Linked DNA regions of Mus musculus: regions 2 and 3 are each linked to region 1. The links are chromatin contacts, called in public Hi-C and HiChIP or PLAC-seq maps. All regions are on one chromosome and are shown on one strand. Each heading gives the region's core, a stretch centred on a gene start, on an enhancer-like site or on the middle of the called end of the contact. The rest is flanking DNA. Distances are from core to core; before and after follow the strand shown.

Region 1 (2,557 bases), core at 38-2,537:
AGATACTTCTAAAACAAAAGCCCGCAATGCTCTGTCAGAGTGACAGTCTTGTTGCTAAGAGCCCTTTGCTAGTCGTGTAGGCAGGGCAGCCAGTAACATCAGGTACTGAGATCAACTCTATCACAGATCCCTTCTGTGTGGCTGATAAATTTGCATGACAACAGTGGAAATCTGCATTATTCGGAGAATCGCCAAGTAAGGCTAACAAGGAGGAGGACATAGCAAGCAGGCGAGGTGTTCAAATCCTGAGGCTGAATTTTAGGGTCTGTGATAGCCAGTTTCCTTCATTGTTCGCCGTAGGAAACTTGGAGGGGAACATTTTTAGATATTCAGATAGAAAATATGTCAAAATCCAGCCTTTTCTGATCTGCAAGCTGCACATATGTTTGAGTAGGATGGGAAAGGAACAAATAACTTGAATTATTATTATAATTGTGATACACGTAAAAAGATATTTTTCTCCTCATAAAACAACAACAACAACAACAACAACCTAACAATCCAGGCTTTATGCCATCATTAATATTTTGTCACTTGCTTGGTTAAGATCTCATCATTTCTTATTTTCATGCACCCATTTGTTGAACAGTGGTCATGCTCATGAGCTATTAATCTTAATGAGCACATAAATGTTCCACATGTAGCAGGTGTATGTAACACACACCATAATTATTCCTATAAATGATCCAACCACTTCTGAACAATTATAACCGCAAAGACAGGGAGCAGAATGTCAGCTTCTGTGGTGTACCTTGTTATTAAGTTTTATTCCACTTAAAAGCATGTTTTCCAGAGACAAAAGATTCACAACTGCAGTTTGTACTATTTTCCTACCTTCAGTTGAGGAAACAGCCATGACTATGGATCTCCTGTGGCGACTATGTATCTCCTGTGGTGACTATGTATCTCCTGTGGTGACAATGTATCTCTGGACTGCTTGAGTCTAATGTTCTTAGGCCATGTGTGTTATAAGCAGAAATTGTGCTTTGAAAGTTGTGAGTAGAATTAACAATGCTGTGGCATTTTGTGAGATGGCTGGTTGGTACTGTTTGATGCTTAGAAAGAGATGCTAAAACTTACTAAACAGCTTGTTACGGTGGGAGCATGTTTAAAGCAACTATTCCTGGTTCTGTCTGTTGAACTTAAACTTCAGCCACTTACTGTGGCACATTGACTTCAGGTCTGTTGTAAGAAAGTCTAAATGTAGGCTGTTGAATAATCCCTTTGAGGGCCCTGTGACTATTTTTATGCCTGGATATGCGTCATCAGTGGGTATTTTCTCTGGTGACTCGCTTACATCAGGTCTCCTTCCATACATTCTCCCAGCGAGTGACTTATGATTGATGGGAGCCACGGCTGTTGTTTAGCTTTATCTGTGACCTCAGCGAGTGGACAACAGGAATTTCCAGGCTGTTAAATTCCCTGCATGCCTGAAGACAGGGGCTCACGGTGTTGATCAAGGCAGGTAGTGAGGGATATTATTCACCAGTGATGACGGGGGAGGGACAGAAGAAGAAGGGGGAGGGAGAAAGAGGGGAAGGGAGGGGAATTCCTTTTGTGAACAGCCGAATCCCTGGCTCAGCTCTTTCCTTAGCTCTTCGCTGTGGCTGCCTGTGGGGAAAGGTGCATTTCCGGACCGAGAAAGTGGATAGTTAGAACCCCCGCTGTGGGCAGCTGGGGGAGGAGGGTGGCAACTCTGGGTTGGATAGAGCTGCATAGGATTCTAATTAGTTAAGAGGTTGCCTTTCATATCTGCTGGAAAGATCCATGAGCAGCTGAATTGTTGTTGCTGTTGTTAGCCATGAATAAGAGCAGAGGTTCTAAATTTTAAGATGTTGAGTAGGCACAGTGATAAGAATTTTGTGTTTGAGTTTAGTTGGCTATCCATGTAGCACTGATTTTATTTTTTAACCTGCACCTTATTTTGACAAGCTATGGAGACCTGTGCATTTGTGTATATGTGTGGAGATGAATTATAACTAACACACAGGAATTTTTAATTTGCTTCCTTTCCCACTTTTTTTTTTCTTTCGAACGAATGTAAGATTACTAAACTGTAGCCAGATTGGCCCCAATATCTAAAACGCTGTGTGTGCTCTCCCCCAAATGGTCTGTCTGTCTGTCTCCACACCACTTCTTTCCTCCTCTTTATCTTCCTGTCTTTATCATTTCCTCCTGCTACTTGTTTGCAGAAGTGATTCCCAATTTCCTGTGGCGTGAAGGAAGGCGGGGCTTAAGCAGGTGGGTGGGGGTCACATGTGAGGCAGGGCACACTAGGCTGCCTCTGTGGGTGGCGATCTTTCTGGTGATGATTTTGGTTTCTTTAAATGCCAATTAGACAAAATGTAAACACTCTTTTTACTGAAATGCAATTATAACATTTACTCATTTAGGTAGAATTACTTTTCTGGTCTTTTAAGACGATTTCCACTATGAAAAGAAATTACTGATTTTGCTTACCAATTTTGTTATTTCCCCCACACACCCCTTCCAAAATCAGGGCATTTTCTCTTAATGTAGCATTACCAGTCTTACTGCAACAACTTTCTTGATAGTT
Region 2 (2,557 bases), core at 37-2,536, 190 kb after region 1:
TATACTGAAACACTATTTAAAATTCTCTACATTCATTTACTCACATGCTTGTCCCTTCACTGTGGAATAAACAACATTACTCCATGGACTTAGGAGATGGGCTAGAGAGATGGCTCAGTGGTTAAAGGCACTGACTGCTCTTCTAGAGGTCTTGAGTTCAATTCCCGGCAACCACATGGTGGCTCACAACCATCTGTAATGGGATCCGATATCCTCTTCTGGCATGCATGAAGGGAGCTACAGTGTACTCATAAAAATAAAATAAATAAATAATTCTTTAAAAGCCCATAAATATAGGCTCATTCTCTATCTCTCTGAAGTCCAGTAGTCCGGTCTGGAAAGGCATAAGAAAAATTAGGCTCACTGTAAATACTATTCTACTGGGTGGGAACGGAAGGAATAGGTGGTCTCATGAGAGGGCCCCTTTCACTCTTTATAGGCAGAGGAGGTAGAGGACCAGGAAGTATTCTAAGAGTTAAGAAATGTTAAGGCAAGAATAGCCCACAGAGCATAGCAGTGGTCATTATGACACCGCTCTGATTGTCGGCTGTCCCACCAAGCACTGATGCTGTCCTACAGTGTCCCACAGAACACTGTAGATGGGGAGGTGGCCTGAGAGGGCAGAAATCATCCAATGAGCCTCCACCGAGGGGCCTCTGCAGAGTGTGCATGCTGGTTCCTGATTTAATAGGGTTCCCTTTGTGCTGCATCTCAACAAGATTCTACATAGCATGTGCTAAAACGACAATTTCCTTTTCAGAGCTAAAAAGGAACCCTTTGGGCTAGATTATGTAGAGCTATATGTACCTTAGACAGATGATGCCTATCGCCTGCATTAAACTCTCATCATAATAAAAGTAATGGAGATGGTAAGGATAATGAATGACATCACACATTTTCAAGGAAAGGGCATGGAGACCCATTGAAGAAAATTATAGGATGTCTTTCGATGTTTTAAAAAGAAACACGCAGTAGCTTCTACCATTTCACAGAAATGGGTGTATTTTGCCTGATCATATTCAATAAGGCATCGCAGAGGGAATATATAAATGCATACATATGTTTCAGAAAGACAATTTGAAGATGGCTAATGCGCCGAAAGAGTCTAGGGATGTGGTAACAGTATAATGAAACAGATGCTGCAATGCTCACAAACACCGCATCTGCGCTGCAGGTACTGAACAGATGAGGTGAATTAAAATCATCTGTTTCTACTATTCCTCTCAACCCACTTACATAATCCTGGGCCAACTCCTAAAGGGGAGGATTTGCTGAACTTCCTCTTCCTTAGTTCTTGGTAAAGAGTGAATCACGGAGTGCTTACCGCTAAGGAAGACAAATCTCTCCACAACCCAGAGTATGGTGTGATATACATGCAACAAGGGAGAGTGACAGTGCACCAAGAAATCTCTGTGAACCAAGTTCGTGGTTTTGCTTCTAGCTGCTATCTTTCTGGGATCATTGGCCGCTGAGGCTCAGGATGTACCCCTGGGGTAATGGTTTCCACACAGTGGGGATAATTCTCAAGACAGCACTCAGTTCAGATGTCCTTTTCTCTCCAACAGTCAGGGTGGTCTCGGAAAGCCTTTCCATAGCTGTGTGGAGAGGAAAAGAAGGTATTTTGTAACAGGCAAGTGGCAGTGATTCCACATTGGAGAGTGGGCCCTGGAGACAAGCCAGGCTCTCCACAGTCTTGCGTTTGCCTGAGTCTGTGCATTCGCAAGTAGAACTCGAAATAGCACGAGTTATATAAAGACGGCTGATGAAGACGCTGAACTTTAATGTGTGATGCTGTGAAATCATAGATGACACTAGCAAATTCTCCAAATCAGTCTTTAAAGAACGTCACTTGTACACTGGTCCAGAGTACTGCAAAGGTCCTGTCCTGTTCTGGGAAGAGAAAGAGCAGCATCATGAGGGAACTATCTGCCCAGCTGGGTCTGACCATGGCTTTCCTCAGTTCCTCGGTGAGGAAAGAGCTGAAGTTAGACAGCAGGCTATCATCTAGTTCTACCTGCAGCCTAATTGTCATTAGTTATTGTGACTCTGGACTGTTTCAGGTGAGCAAGATGTTCCACCGCATCGGTCTAGTGGTACTCAAGGGTCGGTTTTGTGTGCCTATGTGTTTGCGTAGATATGTGTACACATATTTTCCTTTAACAATATAATAAAAGTAATCCCATCTGGATCTGCCACAGTGAGATATGTGCACTAGATATGCGCTACTGATATAGCAACACCAAACAGCACTCCCCAAACACAACCCCAACAGGGAAAATTCCTCTCTGGGAGTGCCAGAAGAGCACCCGCAAGTCTGTGCTTGTTAAAGCGATTCGTGGAATGTTTGAGAGCTGAACACCAGGCCTAAGGCCTTTTTTTTTTTTAATATGCAAGGATGCTGAGGCCAGCACAAAAGGCTATCCCTGGGACTAGAACCCCTGATCTCAAGAGCATCCTTCGAGTTCTCACTGAGAACACAGGGAACTGATGCAGCCTTCCAGTAGAAGAGATTGTGCGATGTAATCATGTTACCTGCCCCACAAAGAATTGTATTTCC
Region 3 (2,557 bases), core at 37-2,536, 170 kb after region 1:
TTCTTTCCCTTTTCAAAACTTACGTTTACTCTCAAAGTTAGCAGCAGGGCCCATGTGGAGCCAAAGTGACATTTTCTTCACACTTGTGACAGTGGCACCTGGCACAGTGGCATGCATTTGTAATTCTGGCCCTTGGGAAGTGGAGGTTAAAGGATGAGAGATTTGAGGTCATGCTTGGTTACACAGTGAGTTCGAAGTTATCCTGGGTTGCATGTGATCCTGTGTTAAACTAACAAGCCGCTGTTGCAGACTGTACTGAGAAATACCTGCCAGTTTAGCGGTAGATGTTTTGTGATTACTACTCCAATCTGACACAGAAGTAAAGAGTCCCTGATTGTCTCTTCTTGTTTCTGGGGCTGAGCTGGTTCCCTTTCTCTGTTACAATTAACTGCCACAGAGGTCTTTGTTTAGAACAGCACTGGTGCATTCCATTACAGTCCAGAGGGGAGAAGTCCCACTCTGGGGTAAATGAAGGCGCTCACATGACTTGGAAGCTCTGGAGGAAAAATCATCTCTTTTGCCTTTTCATTCTTTAAAGGACATATGTATCACTCTACTCATGGTCTCTCCACCTTCAAAACCATCAGTGTTCCCCATTACCCACCTCTCTGATCTCAGCAGGAAAATTTCTCTAGTTTGGGGGGCTTACACGATTAGACTAGTTCTGTATCTCTAATCCAAAATGGCTTGCATAAGTCACATAGCTGCATCCCCTCTAACTTGACCTTCTTCGATGCCATCTTTTTAGACATGTCTAAGCAGACTTGAGAAACTAGAACCCGAGAGACTTTGTTAGAAGGAAGGCATTGCATTGCTTTGCCCACTTTAAACAAAGAGTACAATTTGAGCTTCGGGCACAAACTTCTAAATTGCCTACAGATTTCCCTAAAGCACAAACATCTTCTCTCAGACAGTAGCTGGAGGGGCTCCTCAGACTGGACACGGCAGGAAGACCTTGATCAGATGCTATGCACAGAGACATCTTGGCCTTGCTATCGCATGCCCTGTTGTGACATCACAAGAAGTATTGCCAGGGCATTAATTACCAAGGACAATCCCAAGGAATTTGAGGAGGCAAATGGAAATGAGCTGACAAGTGTCTGGAAAGTGGGTTTTCCTCAGAAAGAGTCTGGGAAGAGAGGGAAAGCCTTATTGTGTCTCAGTAGCCTTCCTCTGGGAAGATACTCTTGCCAGAGTTAACTTCTGTGTCTAGTCATCTGGGAGTAATTACACCAAAGCAGGACAGTGTGTAGCTCAGACTAGATGGACACTGTGTAGACAGCCTTGAAAATCCCATTGGTGAAAGTTAGAGACAATGAGCAAAGATTTTTCTGCAGGTAATTGGGTGAGTATCCCTGTGGCTGAGTTTATGTGGCAGGGAGTTGATTTCACACTCTTGTTCCGAGAGCCCGAGAAATGTCAGTAAGCATTTGACCTTGGTGTAACAGTCTTCCTTATGACATATCTTGTCTGGTATGCTCTAGGATTTGCCCTGGGGTTCTCCAGCATGTCTTCGTCTGTTGTGGAAGAGGAAGTGAATGGCCAGAGAGTAGAGCTCAGAGTGGAGGCAGGAGGGAGGAGAGGGAAGTTGAAAGGGTGATAGAGTTTTCTGAAGTGGTTTGAGACAAGTTTATTATTCTTCCTCTCCAGCTACTTACTGTAACGGGGAGGGTTTCTGGGAGCTGGACTCTGGGGGCAGGGCAGTAGGTTGATCAGGAGCTCAGGGGAGGAAGACAAGTAGTAATGGTGATGAAGAAGAAGGTGTAATAACAGAAAGAAGGCTCTGGGATGTGAACCAGAAATTATAACCCTTTTAGAAGGGAGGACAGATTCTGGCACATGGTTTCAGAGGTAGCTGTTCATTATGGTGAAGTGGGCATGACACAGCATCTTACTTTATGGCTGCCAGAAAGCAGAATGAGATAGATAGATAGATAGATAGATAGATAGATAGATAGATAGATAGATAGATAGATAGACAGACAGATAGACAAACACACAGAAATACACACACACACACACACACACACACACACAGAGAGAGAGAGAGAGAGAGAGAGAGAGAGAGAGAGATTGCTCTTAAGCTGTTCGTTCCTCCTTTATTCCATTTGAGACCCCAGCTTTTGAGACAATGATAGCCACACTCAGAAATGATCCTCTCCCCTGTCAATTCTCACAAACACACCTAGAGGCCTTCCACTGGGTATCTCTTAATTCAATGAATTTGCCAAAATTAACACGCCCTGCATTTGTTTTTCTGTGAAAAGTGGAAGCAATTTCAGTGCCAGAATCATTTTACCTGGTGTGATTTATTTGTATAGCTATTGAAAAATTTAGAATCCATCCTGGAGCGATGGATCTGTAGCTATGAGCGCTTGTTCTTGTAGAGGCCACAAGTTTGATTCCCAGTACCATGTGATGAATCACAGCCATTTGTAACTCTAGTTCAAGGGGGTCTGATACCCTAGCCTCTGCCTGCAGCAGGTACACATGTGGTAATCGTTCATACATGCAGATAAACACTTGGAGACAGAAAATAAGTTTTAAAAGACAATTC

The links. A called contact is a pair of places that touch in the nucleus more often than the background predicts. HiChIP or PLAC-seq counts read pairs in DNA pulled down with a chosen protein or histone mark.
Region 2: a contact with region 1 is called in a Hi-C map of cortical neurons, with 4 times the contacts expected there. The contact joins two enhancer-like sites. A contact is called at or near these places in 5 of 484 Hi-C or Micro-C datasets (Th17 cells, bone marrow-derived macrophages and cortical neurons) and 3 of 115 datasets of contacts at active chromatin or transcription factors (bone marrow-derived macrophages, effector CD8 T cells and microglia).
Region 3: an H3K4me3 HiChIP or PLAC-seq map of bone marrow-derived macrophages shows a contact between it and region 1, with 6 times the contacts expected there. The contact joins two enhancer-like sites. A contact is called at or near these places in 7 of 484 Hi-C or Micro-C datasets (the C2C12 cell line, Th17 cells, bone marrow-derived macrophages and 3 more) and 3 of 115 datasets of contacts at active chromatin or transcription factors (bone marrow-derived macrophages, effector CD8 T cells and microglia).

Annotation. Positions count from the first base shown.
Region 1 is chr10:14,016,649-14,019,205 of GRCm38.p6, forward strand. All of the region lies in intron 1 of Hivep2 (human immunodeficiency virus type I enhancer binding protein 2), which reads left to right. Among named protein-coding and RNA genes, the nearest start is that of Hivep2, 52 kb to the left of the region's middle. Within about 2 kb of position 1,288, at least 168 of the 459 cell types and tissues checked have an H3K27ac peak or open chromatin away from gene starts, as enhancers often do. A contact at or near this core is called in bone marrow-derived macrophages and cortical neurons, where this site is marked.
Region 2 is chr10:14,208,940-14,211,496 of GRCm38.p6, forward strand. No RefSeq gene overlaps it. Among named protein-coding and RNA genes, the nearest start is that of Gm51759, 83 kb to the left of the region's middle. Within about 2 kb of position 1,287, at least 53 of the 459 cell types and tissues checked have an H3K27ac peak or open chromatin away from gene starts, as enhancers often do. A contact at or near this core is called in bone marrow-derived macrophages and cortical neurons, where this site is marked.
Region 3 is chr10:14,187,760-14,190,316 of GRCm38.p6, forward strand. No RefSeq gene overlaps it. Among named protein-coding and RNA genes, the nearest start is that of Gm51759, 62 kb to the left of the region's middle. Within about 2 kb of position 1,287, at least 27 of the 459 cell types and tissues checked have an H3K27ac peak or open chromatin away from gene starts, as enhancers often do. A contact at or near this core is called in bone marrow-derived macrophages, where this site is marked.